Regions from separate parts of the Mus musculus genome. Here region 1 is linked to region 2. Evidence: chromatin contacts called from public Hi-C data. All regions are on one chromosome and are shown on one strand. The core of a region is the stretch at or near the end of the contact, and the rest is flanking DNA. Distances in the headings are between cores, read along the strand shown.

Evidence for each region. A called contact is a pair of places that touch in the nucleus more often than the background predicts.
Region 1: a Hi-C map of cerebral cortex shows a contact between it and region 2, with 4 times the contacts expected there. The contact joins the promoter of Hs3st2 here to the enhancer-like site in region 2. A contact is called at or near these places in 1 of 39 promoter capture datasets (hippocampal neurons) and 4 of 484 Hi-C or Micro-C datasets (cerebral cortex, cortical neurons and embryonic stem cells).

What each region holds. Positions count from the first base shown.
Region 1 is chr7:121,390,267-121,394,288 of GRCm38.p6, forward strand. Hs3st2 (heparan sulfate (glucosamine) 3-O-sulfotransferase 2) reads left to right here and starts at 2,030. Exons shown (of 2, transcript NM_001081327.1): 1 at 2,030-2,948. The coding sequence starts at 2,464.
Region 2 is chr7:120,938,623-120,942,246 of GRCm38.p6, forward strand. Polr3e (polymerase (RNA) III (DNA directed) polypeptide E) reads left to right here. Exons shown (of 21, transcript NM_025298.4): 15 at 374-433; 16 at 517-674; 17 at 1,127-1,188; 18 at 1,680-2,203. Among named protein-coding and RNA genes, the nearest start is that of Polr3e, 23 kb to the left of the region's middle. Within about 2 kb of position 1,964, at least 34 of the 459 cell types and tissues checked have an H3K27ac peak or open chromatin away from gene starts, as enhancers often do. A contact at or near this core is called in cerebral cortex and embryonic stem cells, where this site is marked.

The sequences.
Region 1 (4,022 bases), core at 780-3,279, 450 kb after region 2:
TTGAGAATAAGTGACTGAGAGTGCCCACCCCCGGAAAGGACATCTACAGCACATGCTTCCCAAGGCTCAGGGAACGTTAGAGGAGGGGGAAATAAGAATACAAGAACTGGAGGATGAGAAGGAGAACTGTGAAGTGATGCTTTCTGAACATGTCAGGGTCATTGCCTTCATGAACTCACAGTCACAGTGGCTACCTGCACAACATCCACACAAGGTCAAGACCGTCAACCTCCCCCTATAGACTGATAGGGAGCTTATGGGGCCCATTCATGGCTGGGGAGCTACTGGCAGGTGATGGCTGCCAGTGAATCCTTTCTCTTCGGAGGTGTGGCGACTGGTAAGTTGCTCATGCTGCAGAAGATGGACCCACACCCAGTAAGCTGTGGGAATTACTAATTGAACTTAGTGGGTTATTTTTTGAAGAAGAGGAGGAGGAGGAAGAGAAGAAAGAGGAGGAAGACAAAGAGGAGGGAGACAAAGAAGGAAGAGGAGGGTGAGGAGATGAAGAAGAGGAGGAGGAGAAAAAGAGGAAGAGGAGAAGGAGGAGGTAGGAGATGGGGAGAAGAAATGAAATTGGGAGTGAACATGTTAGAGGGTTCTGGGAGCTGCTGAGATTGGAAGTGATATGATATGAAATTCTCAGAATAAATAAAAATATTTTTTTATAAAATAATCCAAAGAAATGCGAGGAAACGGTAATAGTATGGTAGGCTTTAACAGTTATCAAATTACTTATCATGTACTATATGTATTAGAAACTAGTCCCTACAGCAGAGAGCTTGATCTAAGTTTTCTAGGGATGGGCTTGGTTTAGAAACAGAGCATATTTCCCAGTTTGAGCAAGAATACACAGACCTTGTCCTGAAGTCATCGTCAGTCTAACGGAAGCTGAGGGGGGTGGTGGGGTCATACAGCCATCTTGTGAGGGTCTTCTCTTTGGGAACACTGGTCCAGGTTTTTAGGGGATGTAAATCCCACCTGGAATGCAGGGTTCTAACCAGCTAGGGTTGGTCACTGGGAGCTGTTCTGAAGACAACCTCTTGACAATCATTAGATGTAGAAGTGCTCTGTCCTTTATTTCCTCCTGCTTTGTCACTGTGAGGAAACCAGTTATATGCTGACCCTTATATAGCGTCTGGTACCCTGGACAGCTCCCTGGGGAGCAGGCCACCGCTAGGGGGCGGCCGCCAAGAGATGAATAAGTCTGAGGCTCTGGGGCTAGCTTGATTTCCAGGCCCAGTAAGGGGGCGGGGGGGGGGGGCGGGAGTCGGGGTGTGTGTGTGATGAGGTGGTGTGCAAATTGGATAGAGGTTTGTGCTCCATGGGTGCGAGACAGAGTGAGTCGCCTGGGTGTGAGTCAGCATGCGGGTGCTAGGGGGCTCGGTAACTAGTCACGGAATCTCACTCTCCTCCACCCATCCATTTTGCACTGTGCGCCCAGGTCCCATGCGTGTGCGCACCCTGCACGATGCCAGATTCCAGGCTGTGTGTATTGGTTCGGCGAGATGGCTGGGGATGGGGTGTGTCCTTGTTGTGTTCCTATCTTCGGGTTAGGTGTATTCTTCTCTCCACCCTCTGTGGGGTGTTGAGGAGTGTCCGGATTAGAGTGAGCTTGTTCCTGTGCTAGTGTATGTGTGGTGCATGTGTGGGTAAGTGTAGTGGAACCGAGTATCAGGGTTGGGTGCTTGCATGAACACCCGGGTCTATGTGTAGGGTGGGTGTTGGCGTAATCTCAGGTGTCCAGAGGCCGGAGTGATGGGGGTGTCTAATCTCCCACAGGAGTACAGGACATACCTGCCCACCCTCCCTTCACCTCCCCAAGCTGGTCAAGGCTCCGTAGGGAGCAGTCCTCATGGGGAGAACCTGGGGAGGTGTTGTACCTGAGAGGAATAAGAGAGTCAGGGTGCAAGGGGCGGGCCAGGTCCCCGGGTGCGGCGCGGGCTCGGGGGACCCGCGCGGCTGACGTCAGGCGACTCCTTAAATAGAGCCGGTAGCGCGCTCCACTCGGCATTTCCCGAGGAGCCAGAACGCGGCCGGCGCCAGCGCCACCGTCCGGTCCGCTCATCCTCCCGCCGGCACTGCCGCGCGGCCACAGAGCGTCCCCAGAAAGGCGCTCGGAGCATCCGGAATGGGGCTTCGGGCGCTGGGCGCGCTCCGAACCCGACGCGCGTGAGAATCGAAGAGCGCCGGGAGCCGCCCGGCTGTCCAGAGCCCTCATCGCTTAATACCGGGAGATGCTGGCAATGCAGCCACCTGGTCCCCGAGGAGCCACCGTACCCGGGACCCCCGGGCACGGTGCTTGCCCAGGCCAGCTGCCCCCAGAGGAGATGATATCCCTTACGCCCAACGCGCACAGCGGGGACAGCGCCACGCGAGCCCTCTAGGCAATCGCAGAGCCACGCAGCAGCTCCGCCGCAGGTGCCACCTCGGAAACCATGACCCCCGGCGCGGGCCCATGGAGCTATGGCCTATAGGGTCCTGGGCCGCGCGGGGCCACCTCAGCCGCGGAGAGCGCGCAGGCTGCTCTTCGCCTTCACACTGTCCTTGTCCTGCACTTACCTGTGTTACAGCTTCCTGTGCTGCTGCGACGGTCTGGGCCAGAGCCGCCTGCTCGGCGCACCGCGTTGCCTCCGCGGCCCCAGCGCAAGCGGCCAGAAACTTCTGGCGAAGTCCCGCCCGTGTGATCCCCCGGGGCCGACGCCCAGTGAGCCCAGCGCTCCCAGCGCGCCCGCCGCTGCCGCTCCAGCACCGCGCCTCTCCGGATCCAATCACTCTGGCTCCCCGAAGCCAGGCACCAAACGGCTGCCCCAAGCCCTCATTGTGGGCGTCAAGAAAGGGGGAACTCGGGCGGTGCTGGAGTTTATCCGCGTGCACCCGGACGTGCGGGCCTTGGGCACTGAGCCCCACTTCTTCGACAGGAACTACGGACGAGGACTGGACTGGTACAGGTAAGAGGGTCACGACAGCTCCACTCTGAGCTTTGGGTTCGCTCCATCCTTAGAGTAATTCCTTGCCTGTCTTAAACCGGCAAGTGGATTGTGGGGTGACTACTGTAGAGGGTCCACCCAGAACTTCCCGGAGACTGACTCTTCATGACGCTCTTTGAAGCGCAAAGGGAAAGAGTATTCCTCTTGTCCCTGGGGTCTCTGGAAGGTAGGGGACATTTCTAGTCAAAACTAGGTGCTGGCTGGAGGGCTGCCTTCTTTGTCCAGTTTTTAGGGCGGTTGGAGCTGGTTCCCTAAGGCAAAAGGCTCTACTCCTACCCCTAAGCTGATCTTCCCTGGCCTGTGTGGCACCTGCAGTTGAGAAAGGGAAACCACCACAAAGGCCCTGTGTGGTGATTTCTGCCTGGTAGGTACCCATTCTTAGGGCAATATGAGAGTGTGTCCTGAGTTCTCGCAATGAGGAGAATGCCAGTCTCTGCTGTAAATATTCGCTATGTTCTGAGGCTCACTCCTCCAGCAGTTCTAGTCCTGAGCTGGTGGGGTTGGAGTGTAGGAAGGAACCTTCGCTTTTGGTCCTGTCTCTGACACTTACATTGAGCAAGTTCCTCAAACTCTTCCAGCATTTCTTTCACTATCAATTACAAGGGGCTGGAAAATACTTCCTGCCCTGTTTGCCTGTCCAGTCTTTTTCAAAGTGTTTGAAAGATGTAAAAATGACCGTTAGAGGTGCTTTTAAAATAGTAGCCAACAGGAGGGATTTGGAAGATAGGTGGGCACTTCAGGTGAAGACTAGGCAGGATCCTAGGAGTAGTCAGACATGCTTAGAATGCCCACTCTTCCCTTGGACTTCTGCCAGCTAGAGTCCCTCCCTCCTCCAGGGGGTGGTGTCTGGACCTACAGTGAGGCTTCATTCTCCAGTGCAGCCTTCACTCTTCAGTGCCTCTGGTATCCATTGGCCTTCACACCTTGTGTTGTGCAGAATTGCAGGATAGGTGCACAGAGGGACTGAGTCAGGGCACCTCTGGGGCTAGAGTATAGTGTGAGCCTAAGAGATGTCACAGAATCTGTCTGTCATGG
Region 2 (3,624 bases), core at 714-3,213:
TCTGGGAAGCCATGCCAACTACCAGTTGCTGCCACAGTGGAATGTCTCCATGCATAGGGCAGCATCTTGGTGCTGAATTCTCACGATGCTCTCAGGAGGCCCTGGGGATGCAAGAATGAACCAGATGGCCAAGGCCTCGTCCACTGAATACTTTGTTTTGGATTGAATGAGGCAGCCCAGCCTTCTTGGAGGAGAGAACACATCTGTAACATCTGTAAAGGCTGAAGGTGTCTCAGGTGTAGAGGCTACCCAAGGCACATACTAAGAAGAGTGGGGCAGAAGCTGCCCAGGCTCTGAGCTTCGCCTGTGCCTTTGCCTAGGCCTCTCTCAGGCCTGTTGCTGCCTCCTAGAATATGATGCCTTTCTTCCTCAGATGTGGAAGTTCACACAGAGCCGATGGGTGGTAAGAAAGGAGGTGGCAGCAGTGACCAAAGTAAGTGGTGTTCTTCATGACCTCAGGGCTCGCTATAGGAGGGAGCTTGGGGCTGGCGGTGCCTCACACTCCTCCTCCCGCAGCTCTGCGCTGAGGATGTGAAGGACTTTCTGGAGCACATGGCTGTAGTGAGAATCAACAAAGGCTGGGAGTTCTTACTGCCTTACGACCTGGAGTTTATCAAGAAGCATCCAGATGTGGTCCAGCGGCAGCACATGCTGTGGTCGGGCATCCAGGCCAAGTAAGGGCTTGTGGGGCAGCATGAGGGGTGTAGTAGGTGGCCCTGGCCCTGCCTCCCAGGAACAGCACACTTGGGCTGCGTCTGGGCAGTGAGGGACACTTGGGGTGGGGCTGTGTGTACCACAAAGATGATCACTAAATATCCCCACATCTTCTTACCGCAGGCTGATGCAGCCATACCCTTGGCTTGTCGTCTGCTTTGTTCTGAGGGCTAGAGAGGAGAAAGAAGGGCACTTAGTCTAGTGAGAAAAACAGGATTGTCATTCTCTTGACACTGGCCCTGGGCTCTGGCTAGGGGCTGGCGTGCACAGAGGGCTTGTATGGGAGAAGGCCTGGCTGAACCCTGTGTGCAGAGTGTTTTGGTGACCCAATGCCCTGGGCTTGGGGGCTTGTTCTGTGATGAGGCGATACAACGTATACGTTAGAGTTTAAAGGGTTTGTTCTTTTTTTCAGATTAGAAAAAGTCTATAATCTCGTAAAAGAAACCATGCCAAAGAAGCCGGATGGACAATCAGGTGTGTGTGGCTTCAAGGCTGGGTAGGCTTCCAGCTTGGTCCCTGGCCCAGAAGGGGCCCTTTTTGGGATCAGGCCCAGAAGAGGGCCATGTTATTTTCAAAGTTCATCCTTTCTGTGCTGACCTTCCTTCTCTCTCCACCCCACCACCAAGTTAGCCTATTGCTTGTCCAACAGGACAGCCTCAGTGGTCCCCACTCCCACCCCAGGAGGGCACTGTGTCCTTGAGGGCAGAGTGGAGTCTGAGACCTGTTGGATCAGCAGGTGGTGTTATAGGAGCTGCTGGAATCCCAGCAGGGCTCTGTAATTCTGTGCCCACTTGATTTCTCCCCTCAGTGTTAGATAGCAGAGTTCCTCCTGAGCAAGGAAGAGCGGAAGACAGCACATGGTTCCTTGCTTCAGGAGCTGCCTTCTGGTGTCCCCTACTCTCTGTCTCCATGCTTTGTCTGCCTGGGACCTGTACCCTTCTGAACCATAGTGTCTATCTACACAGCGCCTGTTGGTCTGGTCTCTGGGGAACAGCGGGTCCAAACAGCCAAAACCAAGGCCCAGCAGAACCATGCCTTCTTGGAGCGTGAACTGCAGCGACGGAAGGAGCAGATGCGGGCAGCCACAGTCCTGCCCAGCGTGCAGATCAAGGAGGAACCCCTGAGTGAGGAGGAAGCCGATGGGGCTGAGCTGGAGGCTGAGGAAGAGGAGCCCATGGACACTGCACCCAGCACTTGCCTCAGCACCAAGTTGGCCAATGGGCTGCCTGCTGGGCGGGCAGTGGGTGGGGACAGCCTAAATGGACACCCAGTTCCAGGCTGTGCCAGCAACCCGGTTGCCTGTGAACTGAAGGCTTTTGTGGAAGCCACCTTTCAGAGACAGTTTGTGCTCACGCTGAGCGAACTCAAGCGCCTCTTCAACCTGCACCTGGCAGGCCTGCCCCCGGGCCATATACTCTTCAGTGGCGTCTCAGACCGAATGCTACAGGATACGGTGCTGGCCGCTGGCTGCAAGCAGATACTGGTGCCTGTAAGTAAAACCTGTGTCTGTCAGGACAGGGTCAATCAGAGCCCTTCAGGAGGACAGCTGGGCGGTCTTCGCCTTCTTAGGAATCAGGCATGCGGAGAAATCTGTGTGTCTTGGCTCCATCTGTCTGTCTTAGGGACAGTGGCTGTGAGCCTGCGTGTGGATAGGGTACATGTTGTGTTCACTAGATGGCTATGTGAGTCTCAGGGCTCCCTGTCCTCATCTGAAGTGGGTGTGTTGGTTTTCTACCACAGGAAAGTAAGTTTGATAGGGCCCTAGGCACTATCAACGCCTCAGTAAACATAAGTCCTTTCCCCGGTTGGTATTTAGTTAGTCTCTAGGATATGAGTGGTACAGCTAGAATTTGAACCTCAGTCTAGAGGCTCTATCTAATCTGCTTTCGCAGAGATGAGATGAGCACTTCCCCTCGTAGGGAAGCCATGGCTTCCAGGCTATTTGACCATATAAGCTCTAGCCTCTGCAGTAGGCTTGGGGTGGTGGTGAACCTCCTTTACTTCAGTCATGTGGAGTGGGCTCCGCAGTGGGCTGGAGACTGTTGCCGTTGGCGGAAAGGAGTGTTTGGGTACAGTCTGAGGGAAGCTGTGTGGCTCATTCCTAGGCTCTAGCCAGCCCAGGAAGCAAATCAGGTAGGGACTGTGGGGAGGTGGCTATTCTGGCTTATATAGGGAGTATGCCATGTGCAGCAGCAAGGTCACAAGCACAAGGATGAAGCTTAGGCCAAGGCCCTTGCTTCTGTATGTAAGGAACAAAACAAGAGGCGCTGTGACCTCTATTGGTGGAATTTTCTTGCTGAGGTTTGCTTTTATAAGATGCTGGGATTGGGTTCATGGCTACCGCAAGTGGGGCCAGTATTCTGCAGGCCAACTTTTCTATGTCCTGGGCAGGAAAAGGATACTAGTCTGGTAGTAGAGATTGCCTAGGCCATTCACATGGACAGAGGATGAGGGACCTTCTGTGAAAGTGGTACTCTTTCCTGCTTAGCCATGCTCCTTCCTCTCAGAAGTGCTGGCATCTAGAGAACACCCCAGCCCTGTGTGGAGCAGTTTGACCCAAGGGCCATTTTCATAGCATGTCCAAGAAAAAAAGGTCATGGAAAGTAGACATAAAGACCCAGGTTTAACTCGTGCTTCACTCCTCTGCACTAAGGACCTATAGACAGTGAACATGCTTATCCTTTTGGTGAATGGGCAGGGCAACCCCTCGGCGAGGCTCAGGTTCTGTCAGGCTTTATGTGTTAGTGAGCATGGATCAGCTATAGGATCGAGACTGCAGGCCACAGTGCTGGCATCTCCCCTGACCTCCTTTTCAGACACCAGGACTGTCATCCTCTTCTGGTTGCCCCTGAAGCATGCCGCAAAAAAGGCATGGGAGTTTGCCAACATCTTGTTTTAGCTACTCTTCTT